Regions from separate parts of the Sus scrofa genome. Here region 1 is linked to region 2. A link is a contact called in public Hi-C data. All regions are on one chromosome and are shown on one strand. The core of a region is the stretch at or near the end of the contact, and the rest is flanking DNA. Distances in the headings are between cores, read along the strand shown.

Evidence for each region. A called contact is a pair of places that touch in the nucleus more often than the background predicts.
Region 1: a contact with region 2 is called in a Hi-C map of embryonic fibroblasts, with 1.7 times the contacts expected there. A contact is called at or near these places in 1 of 47 Hi-C or Micro-C datasets (embryonic fibroblasts) and 1 of 2 datasets of targeted methods (alveolar macrophages).

Annotation. Positions count from the first base shown.
Region 1 is chr3:52,770,196-52,774,494 of Sscrofa11.1, reverse strand. No RefSeq gene overlaps it. Among named protein-coding and RNA genes, the nearest start is that of RFX8, 69 kb to the left of the region's middle.
Region 2 is chr3:52,605,240-52,609,356 of Sscrofa11.1, reverse strand. All of the region lies in intron 2 of MAP4K4 (mitogen-activated protein kinase kinase kinase kinase 4), which reads left to right. Among named protein-coding and RNA genes, the nearest start is that of MAP4K4, 42 kb to the left of the region's middle.

The DNA.
Region 1 (4,299 bases), core at 1,760-4,259, 160 kb before region 2:
TGAATGGGGGTCAACAAAATCCATTTCCCCTGATACCAGGAGGCAGAAACTCTCCCAAGGAATTAGTTCATTTGCTAGTGACTGACATGTTCTGACATGGGGGGGTGGCTAGGGTGTGGGGGGAGGTCTGAACAGAGACTGGTGGAGCTGTTATCCAGGAAACACCTTGACCCTGCGATCCCGCCCTCCACTTAACAGGGCTTTGTTTCCTGCTGCAGCAGGAGGAATTCTATGGAAAAGGCTAAATATAACACTTGATGTAGTGTTTCTGGACAGGAAATGCAGTTTGAAAGTGAGGAAGATAAACATATTGACAAAGGAGACACAAACACTGAAAATCAAGCCAAAGAAAAAAAATGATGACCTTCATTCTGCAGACCTAGAAGGGCCTATTGGAGGTATGGTAGTTTTTTTTGTTTGTTTGTTATTGTTTTTGTTTGAGAGCAGCCTGAAGCAGGATGTGATGCAGAACTGGAAAATCCAAATTTCAATGAGTTTTTTGGAGAAAACTGTCTACCCTTAATTTAGGTAGAAAGGCAAAAACAAAGTATTTATAACTTTTGCTTCATATTTAGGTGGTGTCTTATTCATTTTTAATACAGCACATTTATTTCATTTTAAATATCAGTGCGTGAAGGCCTCTGATGATCATGGAAGTTCTGTGGCTCTAGTCCATCTTCAGGGACACTGGTGTTTTGTTTTTGTTTTTTAGGGCCACTCCCATGGCATATGGATGCTCCAGGCTAGGGGTTGAATTGGAGCTACAGTTGCTGGCCTACACCCTAGCTCATGGCAACACCGATTCCCTAACCCACTGAGTGAGACCAGGGATCAACTGCATCCTCATGGATACTAGTCGGGTTTGTTACCACTGAGCCACAATGGGAATTCCCTGTTTTTGTTTTTATTTTTGATAGCTTTCTTGGATGTTCTGTATATGTCTTACTTTTCAGCGTCTCATGCAGTGCTAAGAACAGGGGCCATTCTCCCTTTCCAGATGGTTATCTGTGTGTGACCTGGCCCAGTTCCGCATTAACCATTCAAGTGATGGGTTAATACCAATTCATAATCCAGACTTGAATCATTAATTTCATAACATTTTTTAAGCTTTATAATTTAAAGAATATAAAATGGATATACCAAAGTAGAGGGGCCCTCCTGATGGCACCTCTACACACCCATTATCAGCCTCCAGGATGAGCACCATCTGTATCCCCACCAACTCCCTACTGCCCAATCTATTTGGAAGCAAATCCCAGAAATCACCTCCTCCCATCTGTAGATATTTGATCATGCATCTTGAAAATACAGAGATTCTTTTAAAAGTACCCAGAATTCCATTTTCACACCAAAAATCTCTATCATTTCTTAAGATTTCAAACACCTCCCTCCACTAGATTCTTTTGAAGCCAATAACAGACATCTTAACATTTCATCTCTTAATAGTTGCCTATACATCCAAAAAAGAAACACCTTAAAAAATATCTCACCTTAAAGAATATAAACTCCAACCCCACCCACCCCCAAAAAAGTTAATCCTGGAGTTCTCATTGTGCCTCAGCAGGTTACAAACCTGACTAATATCCATGAGGATGCAGGTTCGATCCCTGGCCTCACTCAGTGTGTTAAGGATCTGGCATTTCCATGAGCTGTGGTGTAAGTCACAGATGTGGTTTGGATCCTGAGTCACTGTGACTGTGGCAAAGGCTGGCAGCTGCAGCTCCAGTTTGACCCCTAGCCTGGGAACTTTCATATGCTGAGGGTGCAGCATGAAATAAAAAGTTAATCCCTTAATCTTATCAGATATCATCCCAATATTATCATAAATCTTATTTTGCTTTATATATTAAAACATTTTTTTGTATGGCTGCTGGGAGTTAGTAGATGAAAACTATTACATTGAGAACAGATAGGCAATCTATATCCTGTACAGCGCAGGAAACTATATCCAATCATTTGTGATAGAGCATGATGAAAGATAATATGAAAAAAAGAATGTGTGTGTGTGTGTGTGTGTGTGTGTGTGTATGACTGGGTCACTTTGCTGTACAGCAGATATTGACACAACATAGTAAATCAACTATACTTTAAAAATTTTTTTTTTAAATTTTTGGTCACACCCACAGTATATGGAAGTTCCCAGGCCAGTGATCCAACCCAAGCCACAGCAGTGACCATGTTGGATCCTTAACCACTAGGCCACCAGGAAACTCCCTCATAAAAGTTATTTTACAGTTGAGTTGTTTGAACCTGAATGCAAACAGATCTATGGATTGCATTTGATAGATGTGTCCTCTCCTCTCTTTCCATCTATGGATGTTCCTTCCCTCTTTGTTTTTCCCACTAATTCATTGAAGCACATGCCTCACATTCTGGATTTTTCAAGATTACACTGCAGTAGTGTTTCTTCTCCTGAAAACATTTCTGTTTTGCCTGCACTTAAAAAAAAAACAGTTTTATTAAGGCACACTTGTCATACGATAAACTGTGCACATTTAAAGTAGGTTTAGACATATGTCTGGACATTGACACCATGACCACAGTCAAGATCATAAACTATCACCCCCCCAGGTACATTTCCTTCTGAACTGGGGCCCTCACTTGACTTGTCCTGGTCTCAGTTTTTTTTTTCTGTAAAATAAGGGCCTGCCAAGGACAGGTGTATGGAACCAGATGATTGCTGATGCTCCGTGCGTGTCTACATTTCCATTATCCTTTCCTTCTTGGTTCATTGCTCTATTCACTGTTAGGAGTGGATATCCATGTATATAAAATCCTCTCCATCAATTAGTTTTTTCATATTTCATAGGTTTTTATTCTTTAAAATATGAGGCACTCTCGCTGCTTTCTCTCCTGCCTGCCAGAAAGGTTCATAAATTGATTGCTCATTGCTGAAAACTGGCATATTTCTGTTTAAGTTTCTGCCTCACAAACCTCTCACCCTGAGCCTTGGTGACTCATTTCCCTTCTTCATACCGGACTGAAGGTCGCATAGTTTCAGGGCCCTCCAGGCTCTAATCATCCTCTAAAATGGAGAAAAAAAAAAAAAAAAACAGGTTTGGGGGATCAGTCATTGCCTGAGAATGGGCCAGAGAGGTGCCAATTTTAAAATGGTCAAGAGATGATCAAAACGCCCACGGCAGGAAAGTACTTAAAGCTGGTGAAACTGAAGCAGAGACTGTGAGAATAGAACAGCGTCCAGGTGCTCCGGTCGCAGCAGAAACTGCTGGCAGAGTGGGAGCCAATAGGGACTGTGAGAGGAAGAAGAGAACAGGAAGCTTCCTGGAGGTCTGCACATTGCAGGGACTCCAAAGCCTTCTGAGTCACACATGGTTCATTTACTCCCCTATTCGATGATGTTTGGTGGCTGGTAGGTCTCCAAATGCTAAAATAAATACACCACAGTCCCCAAGAAGCTTATTTTCCCCCAGGAGATGGAAGATGTGCTTGCACATCTATGACACTCAGCAGCCCATAATTAGGGCTTCAGTGTCCCTCCTTGAGAGGGTTAGACTTCAGGATCTCAAGACAAAATACCCCAAGGCCATTCAGACGGAAGTGAAAAGGTTAGTTTTAGTTGCATCCTTGAGCGTATCTGTCCCCTAAACTCTTCCCCCATCCTTTCCCCTAGCAAATGCCTGGTCACGTCACATCTCAATTTCCGTGTCCCTTGGTCTGGACTGTCCTCGCTGACCTCTAAGTTTTGGTGAACACCTTCTCCCCATCCCCACTCACTCTGCTTATCAAGTACCTATTGCTTCTTGGAACTGTCCATGTGCTGTGCAGTCACAAAGCAACATTTAATTAGCTGTTCCTGCATTTTAAGAAAATCCCCAAACTGGGAGTTCCCTTTGTGACTTGGTGGTTAAAGAACCCAACTAAGATCCATGAGGATGCGGGTTCAATCCCTGGCCTCGCTCAGTTGGGTTAATGATCTGGTGTTGCCATGAGCTGTGGTGTAGGTTGCAGACGTGGCTCGGATCCCACGTTGCTGTGGTTGTGGTGCAGGCTGGCAGCTGTAGCTCCAATTTGACCTATAGCCTGGGAATTTTCATGTGCAGTGGGTGTGGGCCTAAAAAAGCAAAAAATGAAAGAAAGAAAGGAAGGAAGGAAGAAAGGAAGGAAGGAAGGAAGGAAAGATGGAAAGGTCCCCAAACTGAATGCCTTGAAACAACAACCATCTAGCCAGCTCATAAACCCGTGGGCATGCTGGTTCTGGGTGCACTGGCCTGGGGTCCCTCATGCATCTGTGTAGTCAGCAGGGAGCTGGGAGATCTTGGGCCTCCCAGGAGGCTCACC
Region 2 (4,117 bases), core at 922-3,421:
GCCTTGGCTCAGTGGGTTAAAGATCTGGCATTGCTGTGAGCTGTGGTGTAGGTCACAGACTCGACTTGGATCTGGCGTGGCTGTGGCTGTGGTGTAGGCCGGCAGCTGCAGCTCTGATTTGACCTCTAAACCTGGGAACCTCCATGGGCCAAGGATGCAGCCCTAAAAAGACACACACACACAAAATCCAACTTTGAGATGCCCCAGGACTCTTGACACTCTTTGAGTGTAAACTTTGCAGTTTTGACCCTTTGATTTTATGTAGGAGGTGGGGGTGATAGTCTTCACAGACTCCAAGTTGGAAGGGATTCCTTATCAAGGGAGTTTTACTCTGTCCCATCCCCTTTAATTGCTCTTTTTAGATTTCTCATGTGGTAAATGGTGAATAATGATGTAACTCACCTAACACAAGCTCTTGGAGTTCTACATTTTTTTTGAGTGGAAGGAAGTCTGAGACTGAAAGGAGAGAACCATTGGCATCGGGGTTAAGTGTAGGCTTTGGGGTCCACACTTACTTGCCGCCCCCACCTCCTTACACCCTGGGCAACAGCTGTTGTGAAAGTGATTTTCCTGCCTGTGTCCTAAGTTGAAAGATGGCCGAGGGTAGGAGGATAGTAGCTGATGAGGCTGCAGGATTCCATGAAGCAGTGCCTGCTGGTGTGTTGCAGGGCTGGGCTCCCAGATACCCCTGCTGTGCCTGGGGTGGGGGGCACTGCAGGTGGGCGTCTCTCTTGGGGGGTTACTGGGTTCTGAGACAGGCAGGGAATGTGTGTGTGGGTATGGCTCCCAGGGGAGAGTGCTTTGTGCTGGTCCCTGGCTGGAAAGAGGGCGTGGCCTCGAGCCTGGGTGGGGCCTGGCCTCAGGGTGGCTGGGGTAGGGTGGTGAAGGGCCTTCCCACATTGGTTCACAGCTCCAGCGATTGGCTGAAGGGGCAGCCCCCCGCCCCCTGGAGTCTGCACTCTTGTCTTCAGCGTCAGCACCAGGATGTGTTTCCAGGACCCCAGCCGGCACTCGGCACTCGTGTGTCCCAGCCTCCAGGAGTCTGGGCGGATGGAGGGACACTGCCCATTCTGACTTCTCCTGCAGCCTTTGGAGTAAAGGGCTTCTCTCCTTCCCCGGGCTCTGCTCCTCTGTCTGTCCGCCTGCTCCCTCCTGAGCACCAGCCTGGTCTGAGTGGAGTGGGTGAAGATCGGCTACCCCGCCTTCCGGCCCCCCACTCCCCCTCTTATGTGCTGTTGCTCAGCACACCCCCCCATCCCCGCCAAGGTTCGGGGTGGTGGGTGAGGGGTACTGATGGTGGGAGGGGCCTGGTGACTCATGGCTGCCCCCATGGGTGTGTGGGGGGGACACGGACAGCCTCACCATGACTCCCTGACCCAGAAGCCTGAGAGAACAAGTCCATTTCTCTCCAGACTTTCTATCTAAAATGAAGTGAAATGCTTTCATCTGGCCCAATACCCACCCCCACTTTTTCAGAAGAGGTTTTATTGGAGCAGGGCTCCTGTGGGTGTGGAGGGTGAGCTCTGAATGAATCTCAGGTGCTAGGGGGACACTCATGAAGGGGAGGCAGCCATGACTTCTCAGGGCTGTGATGTCACATGCTTGTAAAAGGTGTGTAGTACTCTTCCCGAGAGGCCTTTTTAGGGTTTACATTTGGTCAGCAGTGTTCCTGACAAGGGGACAGTAACACGACAGGGTTCTTCACAGGAGAGCCCGGAACCTTGTCTTAGGAAGTGGTGTGTGATAGGGGACAGCTGGGTGGGACAGTTTAGACCCTTGGGTGGGTGTGCTGTCTGCCCTGCTGTGACAGGTGGCAGGGAGCGCTGATAAGGTGCTGCTCCCCCTCCCCTCCTCTTCCCTCCGCCCCCCCCTTCCAGGGAGAAACACCCCCTCACCCCGCCCCCCGAAAACAGACCTGGAGAATTTGTTCTTTTTATTCTTAGTGGTGGTCAGTTTTCTTTTTCTTAGCTTCCTGCCTTGTCGATGTTAGCTGAGCCTTGCATTTGAGCAGCACGGGGTTCTCACGCCCCTGCTTTCTGTGAGGCGCTAAGGAGGCCTGGCTGCCTGCGGCCTTCCCCTTGGGCCCTGGCGCTTGTCAAGGCCCAGCGTGGCCCATGGGCTATGGCCTCTCCTTAGGATACAGGACACGTGGTGATGTCTGACAGCGGCTCTTTGCTGATCTCTTGTTCCTAAGTACCATGTGGGGTGGCTTTAAAGTTCGGTGCAGTGAGCATGTGGTTTGGAATCTCTGAAACCGCTGTTATTCGAGAAAGACAGGAAATGAGTTATTCTGAGTGGTTGGTTTCCCAGAGCAGAGCAGAGGTTTATTTAGTAACTTTTATGGTAGGAAGAGTTCTAGGTTCTTCTGTCGTCTCTAATGGGCTAGAAAATTTTAATTTCACTTTATTGCTACAGTAACACTACTTTTAAAATATTGTTTCACCAGGTGAGTACCTAGTATAGCAGATTTAAAGAGTGTAAAACCAAGTTGGAACTTAATTTTTGGAAAAAGTGTTTGGTCTGTTCCTTCAGTTGATTTGCATATTTTCCAAGCATGAGATATGTAGCACTTGGAGCCTATAAAGCTATGTGGTTCCAGACTAGATGTCACAAGACTTCTTCTAACATAAGGTTTCACGTTATAGAATAGGTTGAATCAGAGGAGTAGGAAAGGATGGAAAACTGTGGCAATATATCCCCCTCCCCCCAATAATACTGCTTCCCTCCCCGCCGCCCCCCCAACAGTGCGGCTGATGTAGAACAGAGCTCTGCACAGCTTCTGGCTTCTCACACACTATGTTCAGCCTGGTGTCCTTTGTCTCCACATGAAGACTGAATAGAACCTGTATCTGACTATGAATTCTGAATTGCTGCTGTGTCCCCCAGCCACCACTGGGCCATAGTGTCTGTAGCTCTCCGATGTGTCTGAATTAGAAATCTCACACACACACACATACCCACCCTGGGGCTTTAGCACTTTGCTCTGAGGTGGATTGCAGGTATGAGCATGGGGTGGATGTGCAGACTCCTAGGCATCCACAGCCTGGGGGCAGCTGAATGCCCCTGTGTGAGGGTGGTTGGAGCTGCCAGATGGATTCTGGAGCCGTTAGCTGGGAAAGCAGAGCCTTCTGGCACAAGTACAGCCCTGCCAGCTTCTGCTTTGTTGCCTGCTTTTTTCCTTCTGAGGGGGGTCTCCTCTCTGCTCCCCAGAGCCTTGCTTGTAAACAACCCACCACCCCCACCCCTGGACGCTGGATTCCCTGCTGTTGGCTGCTTGGTGTTGGCTGCTTGGCATCTTCACTCAGACCAGATCACTTGTTCCTTGTCCTTTGATTTTTCTTTTTTTAAATAAAAGTGAATGCTGATATTTTTACTGTTGGTATGATGAATGAATTTAGTTTTCATCGTTTCAGCGCACTTGTGAGAAACTCATTTCATATTTTCTAAGTATAAGAAGTGGCTTTATTTGTGGCTTGATTCGTTGATCTGCCACAATAATGTATATTATATTCAGGAGAATTGACTGCTTCTCATGATCAAATCATAGGCAAGGAGCTGGTTTCTACCTCCCATCCTCTGGAATTTAATTTTGTGGGATAACATTTCTTATTGCAAGATGAGACCTTGCTGTACAAATGCCATTTTTAGGATCTTCTACATTTCAGACTATGGCTTTAACTATAAATGTTTATTTAAGGAAATTTAAACTTAAAACTAAATTACATTTCACTTCTGAGAACAGTGAAAAATTTTTTTAGGCCAAATATGGACCTCTTAACACCCCCTCCCGCCCCGCTCTTAACTTAGGTAGTTTAGATTTTTAGATCTATCCTATCTTGTTTTTAATTTTTTCCTTTCCCCAGTTCTTTATAGAAAGTTGAAAATTCTGGCATAGGATGTATTGTTGCTAAAACATAGGCAATATTGAAGAACCCGGGCTTTATTCAAAGGGTTATCAGCATCAGTTACCTTTGTACCTAAACATCTCACCCCTTTCTCAGATGCATTTTGGGGCTGGTGTCCGAAGGTAGAGTTTTTTCTTTTCTTTTTTTTTTTTTTTTTTTTTTGGTCTTTTTTGCCATTTCTTAGGCTGCTCCTGCGGCACACAGAGATTCCC